Regions from separate parts of the Mus musculus genome. Here region 1 is linked to region 2. Evidence: chromatin contacts called from public Hi-C data. All regions are on one chromosome and are shown on one strand. The core of a region is the stretch at or near the end of the contact, and the rest is flanking DNA. Distances in the headings are between cores, read along the strand shown. Region 1 overlaps Arid5b (AT rich interactive domain 5B (MRF1-like)). Region 2 has its middle 81 kb from the start of Rtkn2.

Evidence for each region. Hi-C and Micro-C count contacts between places; a contact is called where the count stands out from the background.
Region 1: a contact with region 2 is called in a Hi-C map of liver, with 2.1 times the contacts expected there. The contact joins two enhancer-like sites. A contact is called at or near these places in 1 of 15 datasets of contacts at CTCF or cohesin (CD8 T cells), 10 of 484 Hi-C or Micro-C datasets (the G1E-ER4 cell line, germline stem cells, liver and 4 more), 8 of 115 datasets of contacts at active chromatin or transcription factors (CD8 T cells, embryonic stem cells, heart atrium and 2 more) and 3 of 9 other capture datasets (adipose tissue, embryonic stem cells and pancreatic islet).

Annotation. Positions count from the first base shown.
Region 1 is chr10:68,122,371-68,127,179 of GRCm38.p6, forward strand. Arid5b (AT rich interactive domain 5B (MRF1-like)) reads right to left here. Exons shown (of 10, transcript NM_023598.2): 7 at 4,329-4,381. Among named protein-coding and RNA genes, the nearest start is that of Gm51770, 26 kb to the right of the region's middle. Within about 2 kb of position 2,816, at least 47 of the 459 cell types and tissues checked have an H3K27ac peak or open chromatin away from gene starts, as enhancers often do. A contact at or near this core is called in adipose tissue, hepatocytes and liver, where this site is marked.
Region 2 is chr10:68,058,219-68,063,254 of GRCm38.p6, forward strand. It overlaps a transcript of Rtkn2 not described here. Among named protein-coding and RNA genes, the nearest start is that of Rtkn2, 81 kb to the left of the region's middle. Within about 2 kb of position 2,878, at least 28 of the 459 cell types and tissues checked have an H3K27ac peak or open chromatin away from gene starts, as enhancers often do. A contact at or near this core is called in adipose tissue, hepatocytes and liver, where this site is marked.

The DNA.
Region 1 (4,809 bases), core at 1,566-4,065, 64 kb after region 2:
TCTCAGAATACTGCCTGGGGCTTTCTACCAGGTGGCCAGGGAAGTGAAATTATCATAATAAACTATAACTGACATGCCCCCTCATGCTTCAGAGACTCCTCTGGCAGTTACTGTTTCCTTAGATGCTCAGGAAGGACCCTAGCTCAGGGGCAAAGCATTATCCTTTTCTGGATTGGAAAGGAAAGATTGGGTAGAGGAATGTCTAGCTGGAAGTCTGCAAAGAGTGAGCCATTACTAGCAGCCAATAAAAAACACTCAAGATGCAGTGTTTTCGGGACTCAAATTTGTTAGATACAACACTTGCTGTATTTCCAGTAAAGGCAGAAGGGGCTCATAGAATTTGTGCAGTGGTCAGTCAACATTCCAGACTTAAAATGAAACTTCTGCTTCTCTTTCTCTCTCTCTCTCTCTCTCTCTCTCTCTCTCTCTCTCTCTCTCTCTCTCTCTCTCTCTCTCTCTCTGTCTCCATCTCTCTGTCTCTGTCTCTCTCTTTTAAATTTAAATTGGAAGATCACGAAGAACCAAAATGAAACAATCCATAATCCACAATTCAAACCAGAAGGTTTGGAATAGTTTATAACCACAAACAAAAACAAGCCAATTAAGATGTTCTTGTTCATAGCCAGAGAGAACTCCAGAGACCTGGCTTTGGACAGACATACAGTAACACGTCTACAAATTTGATGCTTGCGTTTTGGACTGGTCCTGAGTATTTATATTACCTAATATTTACATATCTAGTATTTACATCACCTGTCCATTTAAACCTTTCTCCTAAATTCTTACATTTTTTCCCCTCAAGGAGACATTATCTCATGTTGTAATTGGTTGGTTACTAGGAAACATTAGTACTCTGACAGATATATGGGGTACTACTTGAAAGGGCTGGGGATGTATCTCAATACTACAGTACAGGAATTCATAAGCCATGATGCAAACAACAAAAACTAACTCAAGGACACATTTCCAGTCTTTGATATGTGATTTTGATAGAGGACATAATTGAAGACAAGTTCCGTTTGGGAAAATGTTAGACCTGGTATGTATGGGCTGAAAGATGATGTCAACAAAGCAAGGTGAATAGATTCTTTCCTCTCAACATCACTGCTAATATGAAGAAAATATCCTAGCTATATGAGAAACTGCCAGGAATGGAAGGCACAAGAGACAGCAATTTATGAGTGTCTCCCCTCTCACCTATACTACTACAGAGGCAGAGATAGCATATTGGGGATTTCCAGCAAGCAAGATTATGAAGAATACCACGGTGGGGAATGCCAGCGAGCTAAAATCTGAAAGATAAGATGGGGATTACCAGCAAGCTACAACCTGAAGATCGCCATGGTCTTAGAAACTTTGCTTATGTTTCTGTGTTTGTATGACAAAGGACATAAACTAACAGAACAGGGATTCTTTTCCACGCCAAGGTCAAGTCATGAAAAAAAAATTAATCTGTCAAGGTGCTACAATCCCCTTTACTGAAAATGGAAATAGCTCTGAGCTACATCCAGATTTACAGGAACTTTTCATAGCATGAAAATACCAGAAACGCTGTGCTGTTCTTGAGCCAAGGGAAGACTGATATTCTAGGATGTTCTAGGCTGCAAAACTAAATCTTCACTGAAAAATCTAAGATTTACCAGTCAAAATTCTCCAAGAAACAAAAATGTATTGTGTACCTAGCAGAACCAAAAGCTTAGGTGTAGATAGTAGAAACAAAGTTAGGTGCCAACAGGGCTACAGGAAGCTGGAAGCAAGAAGCTAGGGAGAGAGGAAGGGAGGGGGATTTCTTTTAAAATTCTATTTGTAAGTAGATGGGGGAAGATGCCCATTGGGCCCTTCATATATCCCCCAGGATAGGCATCTCCCACACACGCTACTTGGACATAAGGATTTGAGCTGAAGGCAATTGAGAACAAACACAAGAAGAGTCCCCACTCTTCCTTACCCATCTGTCATTGGTACAGATTGCTCCTGGAAAAGGTACCTTTTCACAGTAAGAGAAAGAAGAGAAACTCACTCTTAAATGGGGTGACATCTTTTATACTAGCTTCCTTCCTCAGCCTACTGAACAGTCCTTGAGCTCAGCATCCATCTCTCCTGGACTCGTTTTCTCGCCTTTACCTATCAAGAACTCTCTACTGAGCCTCTTGTCCCAGGCACTGGTCACTCTATGTTGCCTGACCGCAATGTACTCAAGTTTACCCTACCTCCATGTTGGAAACATGTTCTCCCTAAGAAAGTCATGAGAATTTGTATCTGGATCTAACCCCTCACCTGCATCTGAAGGTCAGCTCAGGGCATCTTTAGTCCAAAGCACCTATCCTGCAGGTCACATCAGTAACTCTGAGCCTTGAAGACTCCTTCCTTCAATTCTACTGGGGAAAGCTCTTTGTTTCTACAGGGCAATGGTCTTTTAAAATTTTTCACCCATAATTTAATGACTGATTCTCTTTAAATTAAGTCCCTTAAAGATCAGGATGGCTAACCCAAATCTTTCCTTTCTCCCGTGGTGTCTAACATATGTCTCATATGCATATGATGGCCTGTAAATATATGGTCATGTAATCTGCTGATTTATGGTCATGCATTCATCAATCAGTTCTATTAGTCCAAAAGTGCTGCAAATGTGCTCCCAAATTTATCAGAAGTTTCTTCTATTTGTTCCACACCAACTTGGTGTCTTGGAAAGACACAGATGTGAAAGTAGGAAACACTGATTCTGTGAAATCTGTTGGACTCCTCCTATCAGTTCATGGCATGAAGCACCAGAGTTGGAAAATGACATTTCATAATGCTTTGCAAATATTGTGTAACCAGCTGTGGTCACAGTTCACCAAAGTAAAACCTCATAGTCTTCACACCGTAAGATCAGCTTACAAGTCAAGGCTGAGAGGCTGTCTGTTGAGCTTAGGACACTAAGTTTCCGTCTTTTCACAGAGAAGAGACCTATAATTAGCTCAAGATTTTGCAGAACCATGAGCTGAGGCAGGGAGTCCATATCCTAGTCCATCAACAGATTTAGACAAGTTTAAAAAAAATATATTTATTTTTGCACAGGGTACTTTTATAAAACAAACCTCTCAAATAAAGTTGCATCCATGAAACGAATATTTTTACATGTGTTCATGTGCTAGGTTTCTGTGTAAACACATATGCTCCCATATATCAAGCAGTTTATAAGTTCACATATGCATGTCAAACACTTTTTAGTCAGAATTACTAGCAGGTACCTCGATGGTAAATAATCAGATTATCTGACTCAAATAACACTTTCTTTGGTTTCCTGTGCCCAGACTCCTACATCAAAACATTCTATTAGTTTCTGGAACAATATATGTTATATGGCAAGGACCACTGGTTTTGTGGGGGTTGGGGTAAGATAAATATACTTTTTTTGACTTTGTGTCTGTTGCTTTCATTTTACTATAGTACAGAGGTCTCTCAGATTACTTCTTAAAGGAAGAAAAGAAATAATTTCCCACTCAATTGCCAGAGGAACCATACAACTTAATCAGATTATCGTGTGGGAGAGAAAAACACTCCCAGTGACGCCATCTTACTATGTCAATTCATTTTATTACAGATGGCGTCTCTCTGTGCTACGTTAATGCAGCTCTCCCCGCCCTCCTCAGTATTTCAAGATCTTAATCTCCGTTTGTCCCTCTGATATTTTATTGGCTCAGAAATACATGCTGTAAAAATCCATGGCCATCAAATTTTCCCGTGGGCTAAAAATAACTCACTCCTGTCAGTTAGAATTAGCTGATAAAGAATGTCAGAGCCTGTTCTGAATAAATTTGATAACTTCCTGTTTATGCAGCAGTGACCCTTGTCTAATAAAGCTTCTTTGCCCTAGAATGAGAGGAGGCTGTGCTCTATTCTATTCCTTAATGGCCAATCCTGATGACTTCTGAAAGCCTTTAATACATTTCCCATATTAGACATGAACAGATGTCAGGTAGGTTGCCAAGGGAGATTTCTTTTATGCAATCTTGGCTTGTCGGACAGTCATAGACCTTTCTCAACATGGGAAAAAATTACAGACCCAACTAATTTCCCTGACAGGGGAGAGTTACATATGTTTTCCACTTGTAGTGTTTTACGACAAGTTTACAGTTTTGCCAAACCTGGAACTAATTGGGACCATTTCCAAAACTGGTCCAATAAACCCCCCAAAGTGTAAGAGCCATTGGGAAAGGCAGCCAATGATGGCGTGCTTGCTTTTCAGTTTTCCTCCATTTTGGCCAGAGACAGAAGGGATGGGGGTAGGGTGGGGGGGGAGTTAGATTGTGAAATTATTTCATTTAAGTTGCTTAAACACTTACTGTTTCATATCCTCCCAGTTTTTGAGCAGCTTGAAACATAGTCCAAAGGTTAACTGTTAGAGGGACAATAAGTATTTAGATAAGCATTGCATTAACACACTTCCAAGAAACGTCAATTCAAACATTTTTGTTTTGTTTTTCAATGAGAAAGAGAAAGAAAGAAAAAATAATAACAAAAAACCCAATCACCTCTATCAACAAGAATAACAACAACAAAAACCCAATTGTCTGCACCCCAGAGAGCTAAATTTCTAGGAAATAATTCACTCGAGGAGAGTTCAACATTATAGGATCTACTATGTTTAACCCTTAAAAAGTATTTCTTGAGAGAGAGTTGCAACACTAGAGTGCCTGTTGGACTTTAAGGACAAACAGCATAGTCTTGTCTGTCTTATCATCTGCAGAGGAAGAGAAGATGTTCGAAGAACCTTGAGGAATGTGTGGGAATTCAGAAGAGGGGTGTGGGGCTTGCTCAGTTCTC
Region 2 (5,036 bases), core at 1,628-4,127:
AGACAATGCTGTTAAAGAACCTTCTCCCTTATTAAGCTGGGTAAGGCCTTTGTTATACATGTACTTCAGCCAAGTCAGCTTAACACAACAGATTAAGGGCAAAGTCAGACACTGAGTATCTGCCTGTTAGTTTAGTTTTAATCAAGCCATATGTTAAAGAGATTTGTAAAATACAGACATAAAATGATGTTACTCTTCTCACATATTTCTAATTCATTGTTCTGGAATTTTATTTTAATCTTAAGACATATTAGCATACCTAAGGTTTTGGGGTTTTATACTTTTTTAAGATTTGTTTTATTTTTAAATACCTGTTTGTCCGTGTATGGGTATGTGCACATGGGTGCAGTTCCCATGGAGCCCAGAAGGGGCACCAGATCTCTTCTGGAGTTATAAGGGGTTGTGAACTGCCTGAAAAGGGTGCTGGAGACTAAATTCAGATCCTTTGCAAAAACAGTATAAGCTCCTAACTGTTGAGCCATCTCTCCAGTCCCAAGGGGAGTTGTGGTTTTTTGTTTTTGTTTTTTGGGTTTTTTTTTTTTTACATTTTTTAATGAATTAAAAAATTAAATTGAGATCTCTCTGTTTCAGTTTCTAGTACAGTAGATTGTTGACAGCTATACAGCAAATGAACAAATGTCTCCTGGGGGCCCCTCAAAGGGATCCTGAGAACAGTGTGTTTAAGGAGCTGTTGATTCTCATTTCCCAGACACCCTGAGTCTGCCTCCCTGATGACTCTCAGCCCTTCTGTCCATGGCAGTTGTTATTTTCCTAGACCATGATCCTTTGCTTCTTCTTAGATGGGTGTGTTGAGGGGCCAAAGGGTAGATGGAGTTTGGGAAGTGTGTTTTGCCTCCACTGAGGCTTACCTAGTTTCTTCTTTCAATTCAAATAGGGCTGAAGGAAGGAAGATTGCTATCGCCCCATGTGTGTCAGACAGGGCCCAGCATCCCACTTACCAGAAAGAGCAAGGAGTACATGCTGGTTTTCAGATGAGAAGAGAAGAAAGCAGATATGCTAAGGGAGAGCCCCAAGGGGCAGAGAGAAAACACACACCTCGAACATCCCAGAGATCTTACATCCTTGACTCGAATAGGTGCCCAGCTCAAATGTGAGTTCTAAGAGACGGCCTGGTACTATGGGCTAGGGTGAGTTTCCATCGGAATCCTCTACAGCAACCATTCGGAGTCATCAGTTGCCACTGAAGTGGGGTCCATACAGCCCATTATCAAACGCAGTAAGTAAGGTTTATTCTGTGCTCTACACTTTAGGGTTGTATTAAACTAGAAATATAAAACCCATGTTTCCGGAAAATGCAAGATGCTGTATCTACATTGAGGCTGAACAAGAAGAATCACCATGGGCTACACACAGATTAATTACTATCTTCAAAGAATTACAATACTATCAAACATTCCTACCACAAAATTATGCTGAACAAAATTTAATCTTTCTGTGACTGTTCAAAAGAATTTAGGATCTTGTAATCCTCCAGGGACATTACCATTTTATAAATCGCACCAAAAAAAAAAAAATTTCTCATTATTTCTGCTCCCTGGTAGTTTGGATTCAGGAGAAATGGGAATTTACTGTAATACTTTGAGTTATTGAGTTCTGGAAGCTCACAGCACTTCAAATATACATGCATTATATCACTTATCTTGCTCATGAAATTTACAAATGGAAACAGTTAGTAATGGGTGGATTTTTAGATACAAAGTCTGTTCCTTGAAGTTCTAATGAATAATTCTTCCATTTGGCATTTCTAAACCGACACTGGCTTGCTTTTCTATTGCAGCACATAATATAATATACACATCAGCTGAAGATCAAATAGGCCTAAGGCTAGCAGCAAAGAAATTTGAACTATAATTTTATTGTATTTTAAAGTATATAGTAATCTGATTCCACATTTCAGCTCATAAATGTTCTGATGAACCTGGATGGTACAATTTCTTTTCATATCAACGAAAAACTCCAGTCTGACACCATAAAAGCCAATACATTTGCATGTACTCATGGTTTTTTATCAAACTAAAAATATTCAAACTGTACGTGGAAAAAAGACTGTTTTAATTTAAAAGATGTTTTGTTCTTGTCTTCATCCTCAAACTCAGTGTAATTGTGCTTTCTATTTATGGATTAACTGTGGCCAAATATAATATATTTAATATATAAATGACTCTTGTCACGCTTGCAAATATCTCTCTCCCTTAAAATGTAATTAGTTTCTCTCTGCTGCTAAAAAATTTAATGCACTCAAAAGCCAGGGCTTATTTCTGCATCTCCTGCTGTTTGGGGAGTATCTGTCCTCCCACTACCAAGCACAGATAATCAAACGTGAGCCTAGAGAAAAAAAAAATCCTCCATTTAGGCAACATGAATCTGTACTAAATCTGATGTAACAGATTAATACAGAGCACGAGGTACATTCAATAGGAAAATGGCATTTAAATATTAATACTAGATAAATACACTCTTGCTTCTGTCCTTGATAATTTATAAGTCATATGCTTCTAGACAGAAATAAATCATTCTTCGTTTATATCGTTGCTGGGAAACAAGCAGAAACACGGAAAGCAAGGCCCAGCTTTCCTCCTTAGTCCTGACAGGGTCCAGTTTCTACCTCATTCTCTTGCCGCCTTCATCTGTGTCCCAACTGGTGTCCGATCCTAGTCTGGTTTCTCGTATTAAATGTATATTTCTCCAACCAATATCTGAAGTGGTAATGTTCCAACAGTCCAAATGTCGATTATGAAAACAAACATTTGCTTCTCGAGCAAATGTTTTCACACAAAGGCATTTGATTCCCCGTACTGGAGCAAACAAACATTTGTTCTAGGCGCTTAAAGCAGCCAAAAGTTCCTGCTGAAACATTCTGCAGGCTGGCTGGCTTGACTCCCTGGAGCAGGACTTGGTGATGTCCGAGGGTGCCTGAGAGGCCAGTTGCCGGCCTTCGCCGCTCTTCCCAGTACACGGAGCCCACTAAGAAGCTGAAACATTTTTAAAGCACAGTTTGGAAGATAATGTGTGTTTAGTCGTGATGTCTCCATTAGAATATGTCTTAAGAATACTTCATTTGTTAGAACAAATTCAGCCTTGCACCTCGTAATCCTAGGACTGAGTTCTTTGGAAAATTCACAAAGCCATTTCACACATAAAACCACTCAGGCAATTTGGTGGTCATTATTTATGCAGCGGCCTGCAAGCACTCCCCCTACGTGACTAGTTCTGTCACTTCATTAATGTTTATGTTCTCTCTAGAGCGAGGTCGGGATTATCCTTGTGAATATATTTTATTTAAGTGTACATCCGCTTCAATGTGGAGATTTAGCTTTCACAGAAAAAAAATCCTCTTGTTTCCGTATTATTTAATGCTTTTTTGAAATGAATCAATATTTCTAGGGAAGTAATTTACTTAAATACATGTTCTTTAAGGCGCAGGGAAATTGATTCTTTACTTCTGCTCCAAAGACGTAGTATCCTAGCAACTGAGTCAAGATTGATTCTCTGGCTAGTTTTTCTAAACTGAAAATAGTTCCTAGCTCATTTAAAAACAAACCACAAAATTGTCTTAAGAGGAATGAATAAATGAATGAATGAATGAATGAATGAATGAATGCAGAAAGGGAACAGGGAGCATGCAGACCCAAGACGTCATTTCAGGAGTATTTAGAAGAACATGGGACATTTTGGGGTCTTCAGAGGAAGTTGCTGAATCTGGGGCCAGCCTGGGCTACACTGTGAGTTTTTAGGTCACTCTGGGTGAAAGGGTGAGACCCTGCCTCACAACACAAACAACCAAGGATGCTGAACTATGCTGGTTAGGTGTTTGTTTGCTTGCTTGCTTTTTGTCAACTTGACACAAGCTAGAGTCATCTGAGAAGAGAGAACTCAGCTCAGAAAATGTCTCTGTCCCCATCAGATTGCATGTAGACAAGCCTTTGGGTACCTTTTTTGGTTGATGTTTGACGAGAATGGGCTCAGCCCACTTCTCCTGGGATGTATAAGAAAGCAAAGTGAGCAAGCCATGAGGAACAAGCTTTGGTCATGGTGTTTAGCAAAAAGGTAGGAGCCCTGAAAAGGACGGACCCCTGTATTGGTTCCTTGGCTTAGGCACTGTTGAGTTGGGTCAAATACGTTAAGTGAGGAGGTAGGTGGCAGCGGCCATTTTTGTGATGGTGGACTTGACCTATATTGTGGCCAATGGCTTCCAGCAAAATAACTTCAAACAGAAGTGGGACACTGAGGGCCAGGCAGGAACCCTGCGATGCTGAGCCCCCAGCTTACCTTTAGACTGAGTCCAAGGCATGCTTTGTCCCCCACCCCCACCCCCACCATAAACGCCCAATCAGCAAAGAAGCTGAACCCAGTGGAAGGAGGGAGCCACTGGGGAGAGTGGGCCCAAGTGTCCGTGCTAGAATTGTTCAAGGGCCAAAGCTTTCAGTGATATGGAGAAGGCAGAGTTTGGTCAGTGCTGTGAGCAGGTGGGGGAGGAGCAATCAAGAAGCTATTAAAACCTCTGGAGACATTTGAATCAGTCTCTCTCACCCCACTATCCATGCTCTTAATGGTCTTAATCTTGAAGGAACTGCAGAAGGGATCCCATCTTTCTCTATTTGGGCCTGTGGTTAGAGATCTAGGGAAGCCAAGAGTTCTTTTTTTTCCCCCTTTAAAGAAATATATATATATATATATATATACACATACATACATATACATATATTATATATATATGAGTACACTGTCACTGTCTTCAGACACACCAGAAGAGGGCATCAGATTACATTACAGATGATTGTGAGCCACCACTTGGATGCTGGGAACTGAACTCAGCACCTAGAAGAGCAGTCAGTGATCCTAACCACTGAGCCATCTCTCTAGACCAAAGCCAAGAGGCCTAAGACCTCATTTGTGAAGATGATACTACCCATAGCACTCACCAGGCAGCACACAGCCCGCACTGTGCAGTAAGTTGTGGCATTTTAAAGTAGAGATGGCTCAGCAGTTAAGAGCTTTGGCTACTCTTCCAGAGG